Regions from separate parts of the Sus scrofa genome. Here region 2 is linked to region 1. The links are chromatin contacts, called in public Hi-C maps. All regions are on one chromosome and are shown on one strand. Each heading gives the region's core, a stretch centred on a gene start, on an enhancer-like site or on the middle of the called end of the contact. The rest is flanking DNA. Distances are from core to core; before and after follow the strand shown. Region 1 holds the start of TUFM (elongation factor Tu, mitochondrial). Region 2 holds the start of NFATC2IP (nuclear factor of activated T-cells 2 interacting protein).

Region 1 (4,356 bases), core at 1,641-4,140:
TTCTGCGGGTGGGTAAATGATGGATCAGGACGCGTTCCCCCTCAATCCACTGATCCAGACCTTTCTATCACCAGTGCCACCTGCATGGTCATCCAGCCTTTCTTCACCAGGGAAAAGTCACCCACATTCACATGTGCCCTACCTTCCCCTGTGGCAAGATGATCCGACAGGCCATGTCCCAAGTCAGGGAGAACATGACAGGCATGAAATGAGACACAAAGGGCTTGTGGCGGCCACCCTCCTCCTTGCTGAGGATGTAAACCTGTGAGAGAATGAGGGAGCAGCTGGGCTTGGCTGGAAGCACCACATCTGCCCACAGTGCCCGGCCCATCCCCACCCCGCCCGGAGCCCTCACCTGCGCTTCCACCTTCTGGTGGGTCTGGATGGAACCCGGCTTGGCCATGACCAGGCCACGCCTCAGGTCCTCCCGCTTCAAGCCTCGGACCAGGGCCCCCAGGTTGTCGCCGGCCTCCGCCCTCTCCAGGCTCTTGTGGAACATCTCAATGCCTAGGAGGGAGGAGAGACGAGGGAGGGTGTGGGGCAGAAGGAAGGAGCAAGTGGCCCACAAGGGGAGAGGGCAGCCTGGAGCCCCAGGGGCCCAGGGCCTCCTGTACCTGTCACCACAGTGCGAATATTCTTGCTATGTCCCAGGAACTCGCACTCATCTCCCTTCTTCAAAATACCACGCTCGAGCGTGCCTGTCACCACCGTGCCTCGGCCTGGGAGGGGACAGGACAGGACAGGACATCAGGGACCCTGGGCAAGCTTCTGCGAGAAGAAGGAATGTGAGCGAGCAGAGTCCTCACCAGGGATAGAGTACACAGACTCCACAGGCAGCAGGAAAGGCTTCTCCAGGTCCCGGGTGGGCACTGGGATATAAGTGTCCACAGCATCCAGCAGCTTCTGCACAGACTTCAGGCCTAACTCAGGGTCACGTTGCTACGGGCGGGAGGTAGACAGGACCCTGAAACTTCCATTCTGCTCCCCTTAACTTGCCGAGAGCCACTCCCCAGACTCAGAGCAGAGCTCGGGATGCCCGGCCTGACCCCGCCTTCACCTCAAGGGCACAGAGGGCAGAGCCCACGATGATCGGAGTCTCCTCCCCTTTGTAGCCAAACTCTGTGAGCAGTTCCCTGATCTCCAGCTCGACCAGCTCCACCATCTCAGAGTCCTGAACGGCGTCCGCCTTATTCACATACACCACCACGTGCTCCACTCCAATCTGCAGGCGGGAGAGGGAGCAACGGTGTTGTGAGTGAAGGCTCTGCCCTCTTTCCTCCTTCCACCCATACCCTGGCTCTGGGTACCTGCTTGGCCAGTAGTAAGTGTTCTCGGGTCTGGGGCATGGGGCCGTCGTTGGCTGCTACCACCAGGATGCAGCCGTCCAGCGGGGCAGTACCTGTGATCATATTCTGGGTGAGGAAAGGAGAGAAAACTGTAGTTCAGTGACTTGGGGTCCCACCTCCCCCTGCCACCTCCACTGGCCAGGCCCCCAAATCCATGATCTCAAACCCACACATCTTGGCTCTCTTAACCTCCTCCCCACAAGCCTAACATTGTTCCCGATGGGGGGGGGGGTGCGCGGGGGAGCAGTTCCAGGGCCTGCCCCCAGCAGCTCTCTCACCTTAACGTAATCTGCGTGACCGGGGCAGTCTGTGTGGGCATAGTGGCGGTTGGCAGTGCTGTACTCCACGTGGGCCGCATTGATGGTGATCCCTCGGGCTCGCTCCTCTGGGGCGTTGTCGATCTCCTCGTACTTCTTAAACTTGGCCCCGCCTCCCTCGGCTAAAACTAACGGGAGGAGAGCACACCTCTCAGCTAAGGATCTGATCTGGAGGGAGAGGCAGGGCTCAGACCACACCTCTGGGCCCCTCCCACCCAAACGGGAGACAGCCTGGGAGAAAGCAAGCTTCCAAGACCTTCGTCTTCGACTCCTGGAACGGAAATAACTTCACCTTTTAGGGCGTCAAGGGTCAGCCCTGGGACGTCTCTAAGGTAACGCTTCTGCTTTACGGGGCACTCCTCCGGGCTGGAGGGAGGCTATTCGGGGTCCCCCCATTTATGCATCACAAAGTTCTTCATTTCGACGGGAAGTCTTGTCTCCCCAGTCTTGCAATCTACCGCCCACCCAAGGTGAGGCTCCTGGGGCCCATGCTAAACACCTCCAGCAGCGTTCCGGCGGGCCCCACCTCCCCGGCGCCACGTCCCGCCTGCAGAGCGGGCGCTGCCGAATGCCCGACCCCCCCGCCCCAAATCCGCTTACTTTTCGTGATGGCTGCGGTCAGTGTGGTCTTGCCGTGGTCCACATGGCCGATGGTACCCACGTTCACATGGGGCTTGTCGCGCACATAGGTCTTCTTGGCCTCCACGGCCAGGCCGCGGCACAAGAGGGGCAGTGCCGGGGCCTTCAGCGGCCGCAACAGACCCTGCAACAGTGATGTTGGGCCAGCGCCGAGACCTGCCGGGGCAGAAGCTTGGCGTCAGGGCGCGGGTCTGAGCCTGGCCGCTCCCGACGATCCCCGTGTACTCCCGGGCCGCCATCGCCCTCCCCGCCCCCTCACCGCTGAAGAGGGGCGTCGCGCGCAGCAGGGTGGCGGCCGCCATTGTGGTCTTACGAGCGCCGGGAACAGTGGGTACGGCGCACGGACCCCGGCGCGTGCACCAAGCAAAGGGCAATTGAGGCTGGAAGCGGCTTCCGGCGGAAGTGAGGGCCGAGAGGGCAAGTTTGGGCACTTCTAGCCCCGAGTCTCTATGACCCTCCCTGTCAACTTCCGGGCTCGGGACCGAAGACGTCCAGGAAGACGCTGGTGCCTCTGGGGTGGGGAAGGATGAAGAAAGTTTCCCAGACGCCCCTGGCCTTCGCGGGTTCAGGGGCCACGCAGTTCTCTCTGGTGGCGCCGGGGGGCGATGAGCGCCGCAAAGCACACCTGCGCCCCGGAGGCTCATGGGAGTTGTAGTTCCCAGGGCGACAGGCTGTGCGGGCACTTAGCGTGAGAGTTAGGGAGACCGAGGCTGGGTACGTAAGGACGGTCTCGACCCTCTTTGAGGCAGAGGCGGCGGCCCGGATGTGGCTGACCCAGGAACGTCCTGGCCCCGAACCCCGTGGAGTCCCACCCACTGCGCGTGTCTGGCGACTCATCTGGTGGCCAGATCTCGCAGCTGGAGGTAGGACCAGGCCCTGCAACTCTGAGGGGGAAGACGATCCTGGGAGTCTTTCGGGGTTGGGGCTCTAGTGTGATCCTTCTCTCCGCTGACTCTTTGTTTTCTCATCTATAAAATGGAAGTAGTAGTATCTGCTTCATGGACAGATCCTGGCGTCTGGGTCTGAAAGGAAGGGAGCTAGGTAGGAGGCGGGAACGGGGTCCAGAAGGCTCCAGGTCCCACGGTCTTTGACCCTCGCTCCTGGCTCGCAGCCTGCGGAGACAGTTTGCCGTCCACCCCTGTTGCCTCTCAGCAGCCCAGGGAGTAATTCCCTTGATCGTCGTCCCCCCCAGCCACCCAGTTTTATAGATGACCAGGTAAGGGACCAGCCTCTGGTGCCTTTGAGGGCAGCCTGAGCCTGTCTTGTTCCGGCTGTGTCCCTGGCACCTACCACTGGGCGGGGCACTCAGTGAGTGCTCAATAAATGTCTGTTGACTGAATGAATGAGTGCAAGGATAGCAAATGACCTTTAACTTTCACATCCATCATCTCATCACCTTGCAAGGATAATAGCAGCTGCTTAACCTTGATTAATGTTTCTGAAACTCATCAGATCCCAAGACTCAATTTACGGTGTCTGTTTCAAATAGATTCCTTAATTCCTCCTTGGAGATTATGATTCAGTAGTGTCTGGGCACAGACAAGAAAGCTATATTTATTCATAATACATATATACACCCTTCTTAGGCTTAGGGGAGGTTGGAAAATTCAGATCTAGAGCTTTTTTATGGATCAGGCACTGTGAAAATGCTTCATATTGGTTCACATTCAAAGTGCCAAATGTTATTCTGTGGGAATATTATTTCCTCTGTTTTACCAGTGAGAAAACTGGCATCAGGATGATTGAGGAACCCAGCCGAACTAAACTCCAAGAAAGTGTGCACTTAGCCAATGTACTATTCTGTAATTTAACTGTCATTTTTACAATGAGAAACATGCCAAGATGTTTGTCCTCCTGTCCTTCCAAACCCATCAGCTCTCCTTAAGAAGGGCTGGTACAGTATTAAAAGGGTTCCCAGCCCGTACCTCAGTCACTATGCTCCTGGGAATTTATCCTAAGACACTGTTGGCCACTACCAGGATGTGAGATTTTTAGGAATGGTACTTGAACTAATGCTTTCTATTCTAGTGCTATGTTGTTGTTGTTTTTAATTT
Region 2 (3,988 bases), core at 997-3,496, 85 kb after region 1:
TAACTCCCCCATATCTTGTTTTCAAGATAAACAATAACTAGGCCTCCACTAAGAGGGCTTGACACCACTTTTAGTCACGTGTAGTTCATCCTAACTTTATCATGGTGATTGGCTTTTATCCAAGGGCAAAACAAACTTCTGATGACTTTTTGTTGGGAGGTGGTTTTGTGTATTTCAGCAGAGCCCCAGGAAGTTAAACTGCTTTTCCCCTGCTGGAGCTGGGAGATTGGGAGGTCTGATGCTCGAATTTCAAAGAGTTGGCTTCCGAACTTATTTACAAGTCAGAAACAGACTCACAGACATAGAAAACAAATTTATGGGGAAAGGGAGAGGGAAAGGATAAATTATGAGTTTGGGATTAGCAGAGACAAGCTACCACAGGAGTTCCCGTCGTGGCTCAGCAGTTGGCGAACCGGACTAGGATCCATGAGGATGCGGTTGGATCCCTGACCTCGCTCAGTGGGTGAAGGATCCCGAGTTGCCGTGAGTTGTGGTGTAGGTCGCAGACGCGGCTTGGACCCTGGGTTGCTGTGGCTGTGGCGTAGGCTGTGGCGTAGGCTGGCGGCTGCAGTTCTGATTGGACCCCTAGCCTGGGAACGTCCATATGCTGCAGAGGGTGTAGCCCTAAAAGACAAAAAGGCCAAAACGAACAAAAAACAACAAAACAAAACAAAACCAGAGACAAACTACAAGGTCCTCTGAACAGTGCAGGGACCGCTGCCCCAGTTTCCTCACCGGCTCTGCCTTGGTACACACTTGGTCCCTACAATCGCATCTATCAAGGAAAATAATATGAAAAAGAAAATATACATAAAACTGAATCACTTTGCTGTACACCAGAAAATAATACAACATTCAAAATCTACTATACTTCAATTAAAAAAAAAAATGGCTCCCAGGTCCTGGAGTTCTGAGACTGGCAAGAGGCTTATTTAGCCATTATAGAGATAAACGTACATTTTGAAAAGGACACAGAAAGAAATTGTGAAAGTAAAGGGAGAAGGGGGAGATCACTTCCCTTATTGCATCTCTAAGTGTTTGTAAGTCGGGTTGTGCTTAGGTATATGTTGTAGGAAGGTGTTGCAAGAGTTTATGCTGGAGTTCCCGTCGTGGCGCAGTGGTTAACGAATCTGACTAGGAACCATGAGGTTGAGGGTTCGGTCCCTGCCCTTGCTCAGTGGGTTAACGATCCGGCGTTGCCGTGAGCTGTGGTGTAGGTTGCAGACACGGCTCGGATCCCGCGTTGCTGTGGCTCTGGCGCAGGCCGGTGGCTACAGCTCCAATTAGACCCCTAGCCTGGGAATCTCCATATGCCGCGGGAGCGGCCCAAGAAATAGCAACAACAACAAAAGACAAATAAATAAATAAATAAATAAAAGAGTTTATGCTCTGGGAGTTCCCGTCATGGAGCAGTGGTTAACGAACCCGACTAGGAACCATGAGGTTGCGGGTTCAATCCCTGGCCTCGCTCAGTGGGTTAAGGATCTGGCGTTGCCGTGAGCTGTGGTGTAGGTCACAGACGCGGCTCGGATCCCATGTTGCTGTGGCTCTGGCGCAGGCCGGTGGCTACAGCTCCGATTAGACCCCTAGCCTGGGAACCTCCATATGCCGCGGAAGCGGCCCTAGAAAAGGCAAAAAAGAAGACAAAAAAAAAAAGTTTATGCTCTGTTGACATTGCCCGTGAAAAGCGTCTGCCTAGATGTCGGGCGTGAGGGAGGGTATGTATGCGAAGTAATTCGCAGAGCTGCGTGATGTTGAAGTATTAGTACGTGAGGAGAGGCATGTGCTCAAGGTTGCGTTTAAGTAAAAATAGCCCACCAAGCGGTTGGGAGAAAGAATAATGGGAATACCCGCGGAGTCCGCGTTTTTCAAAAGGAATTCCCAGCCCGCCCCCATCCACTCTAGCCTGTGGGCTTTCGGACTACAATTCCCAAGATGCCTCGCTCCTCCACCAACCAGGAAAGGCTGCTCAGGACGAGAGACAGCCCGGCCAATGGGCCAGCCGGGCCGAATCGAAACCTGCGCTGATTGAACCGAGTCTGACTGGAATCTTTGGCGGCTTGGTTTCAGTGGTGAATGCATGATGGGCGGGTGTGCAGCGACCAGTGAAAAGGCGGAGGGGTGGATCCGGAGAGTGTGGGCGGGGAGAGGTGCTGACTAGCAGGCGGTTCGCCCAATGAAGGGCGGAAGCCCCTGGACGCGGTCGGGCGAGTCTACTAGAGGCGGGCGACTGCGGGAACCGAGTATGTACCATGGCGGAGCCACTGAGGAAACGGGGCCGGCGGTCCAGAGGCGGCGGTGTTGGCCGAGGGACTCGGGGGTCCCGGGGCGGCCGGGGCCGGCGACCTCAGTCCCAACGATCTCCAGCTCGACGCACCCTGGACCCAGAGCTTGTGGACTTGGTCAGCGACAGCGATGAGGATGTTTTGGAGGTCGCCACGGCGCGCGGCGCTGCGGACCCGGCCGAGGTCCCACTCCCCGAAACCCCGGTGCCGGCCGCGCCCCGGGACGACAGCGACAGCGACAGCGAAGGGGCGGACGCAGGGCCAGCTGGAGCCCCTCCGATCCTGATCAGGCGGCGGAGGCGGCTGTTGCTGGATCCGGGGGAGGCACCTGCGGTTCCAGTGTACTCCGAGAAGGTGCCGCCGGGTCCCCGGGAGGGTTAGCGCGGAAGAGTGGGTTCTTACAGTGCCGAGGGTAGGATTTTGGGGTTGGTCTTGGGGACTAAAGGGAAGCAGGGGCTAGGGCCTTGGAGGCAGAGAGATGCAGGGTTTCTGGGGTTTCTGCACATTGGGAAGGTAAAGGGATCTGGAGTGTGTCGAGAGTTTGGGAATCCCCGGGAGCTGGAACATCGCGGGTAAAGAGAGGCTAAGGCGCTGGGATCCCTGGTGCTTCAGAGAAGGGCTTTGAGGACCTGGGGCTGGGATATAGGGCATGTTGGATTTTAAGGCTGGGACCCATTGCTAAGGATCCAGGAGGATGAGGGCTGGAGTCTGTGGAAATTCACAGAGGACTGGGGATCCAGGAGGCTGGAGTCCCCACGTGGTAGGATGAGCAGGGGTGGGGTGGGGTGCTAGGATCTCCAAGGATTCTAAAGTAGCGGGATGGCTAGCACCCTCATAAAAAAAAGACCTCTAAACTTGCACCCTTAGAGTGCATTGGCCAAAGGGGTGTGGGAGTCAAGGTGTCCAATTTTGGATCCTGGGGAAGCTGAGCCTCCTGAATCTCCGGGGTAGGGTTGGGGTGTCTGCATCCTTAGGGAGGAAGTGGGAGCTGGAGGAGGCCTGAGTGTGGGGGAAGAGTGGGCCCCAGTTTTCGCCTTTAAGTGGGGGGAGGATTTGATCTATTGTTTCTTTGCAGGTGAAAAGCAGCCTCCACCTCATCCCAGATCACGTGTCCCTCCTGAAATTCTGTCCCCCAGAGACTGAGGAAGGTAAGGGAGGCCTTCCAGGGAGCGGCGCCCACCCTGGTCTCTCCAAGGAGACTTCCTGGAGTTTACATCTCTGCAGTTAGTTGTTTCCCAAGTCTCAGGGGAAGGACCTGGGAGAGGTGACTAGCCTCTCTGACTAGCACCCTAGCCAGAAAAAGCTGTTGTCCTGAAAGGAGCTGGATGGGGTGTTTTGTGTTTGTTTGTTTGTTTGTTTATGGCTGTACCCGAGGCATGTGGAAATGCCCAGGCCACGGATGAAAGACCAAACCCACATCGCACCTGCGACTAGAGCTGCTGCAGTTGGATTCTTAACCCACTGTGCCACTGCGGGAATTCCAGGAGCTGGATTGTTAACCAGAGGGCACCGAAAGTACTGTCAACACCCCCTTCCCCTGGCGTTCCCGTCGTGGCTCAGTGGAAACGAATTTGACTAGCATCCATGAGGACGCAGGTTTGATCCCTGGCCTCTCTCAGTGGGTTAAGGGTCTGGTGTTTCATGAGCTGTGGTGTATGTAGGTCACAGACGCGGCTCAGATCTGACATTGTTGTGGTTGTGGC

The links. Hi-C and Micro-C count contacts between places; a contact is called where the count stands out from the background.
Region 2: a contact with region 1 is called in a Hi-C map of skeletal muscle, with 2.8 times the contacts expected there. The contact joins the promoter of NFATC2IP here to the promoter of TUFM in region 1. A contact is called at or near these places in 4 of 47 Hi-C or Micro-C datasets (heart right ventricle and skeletal muscle) and 2 of 2 datasets of contacts at active chromatin or transcription factors (alveolar macrophages and skeletal muscle).

What each region holds. Positions count from the first base shown.
Region 1 is chr3:18,521,815-18,526,170 of Sscrofa11.1, forward strand. TUFM (elongation factor Tu, mitochondrial) reads right to left here and starts at 2,891. Exons shown (of 10, transcript XM_003124515.4): 1 at 2,562-2,891; 2 at 2,264-2,458; 3 at 1,625-1,791; 4 at 1,308-1,412; 5 at 1,058-1,222; 6 at 807-939; 7 at 615-719; 8 at 356-507; 9 at 143-262. The coding sequence starts at 2,604.
Region 2 is chr3:18,607,782-18,611,769 of Sscrofa11.1, forward strand. It overlaps NFATC2IP (nuclear factor of activated T-cells 2 interacting protein), which reads left to right and starts at 2,247. Exons shown (of 8, transcript NM_001244522.1): 1 at 2,247-2,639; 2 at 3,361-3,433. The coding sequence starts at 2,253.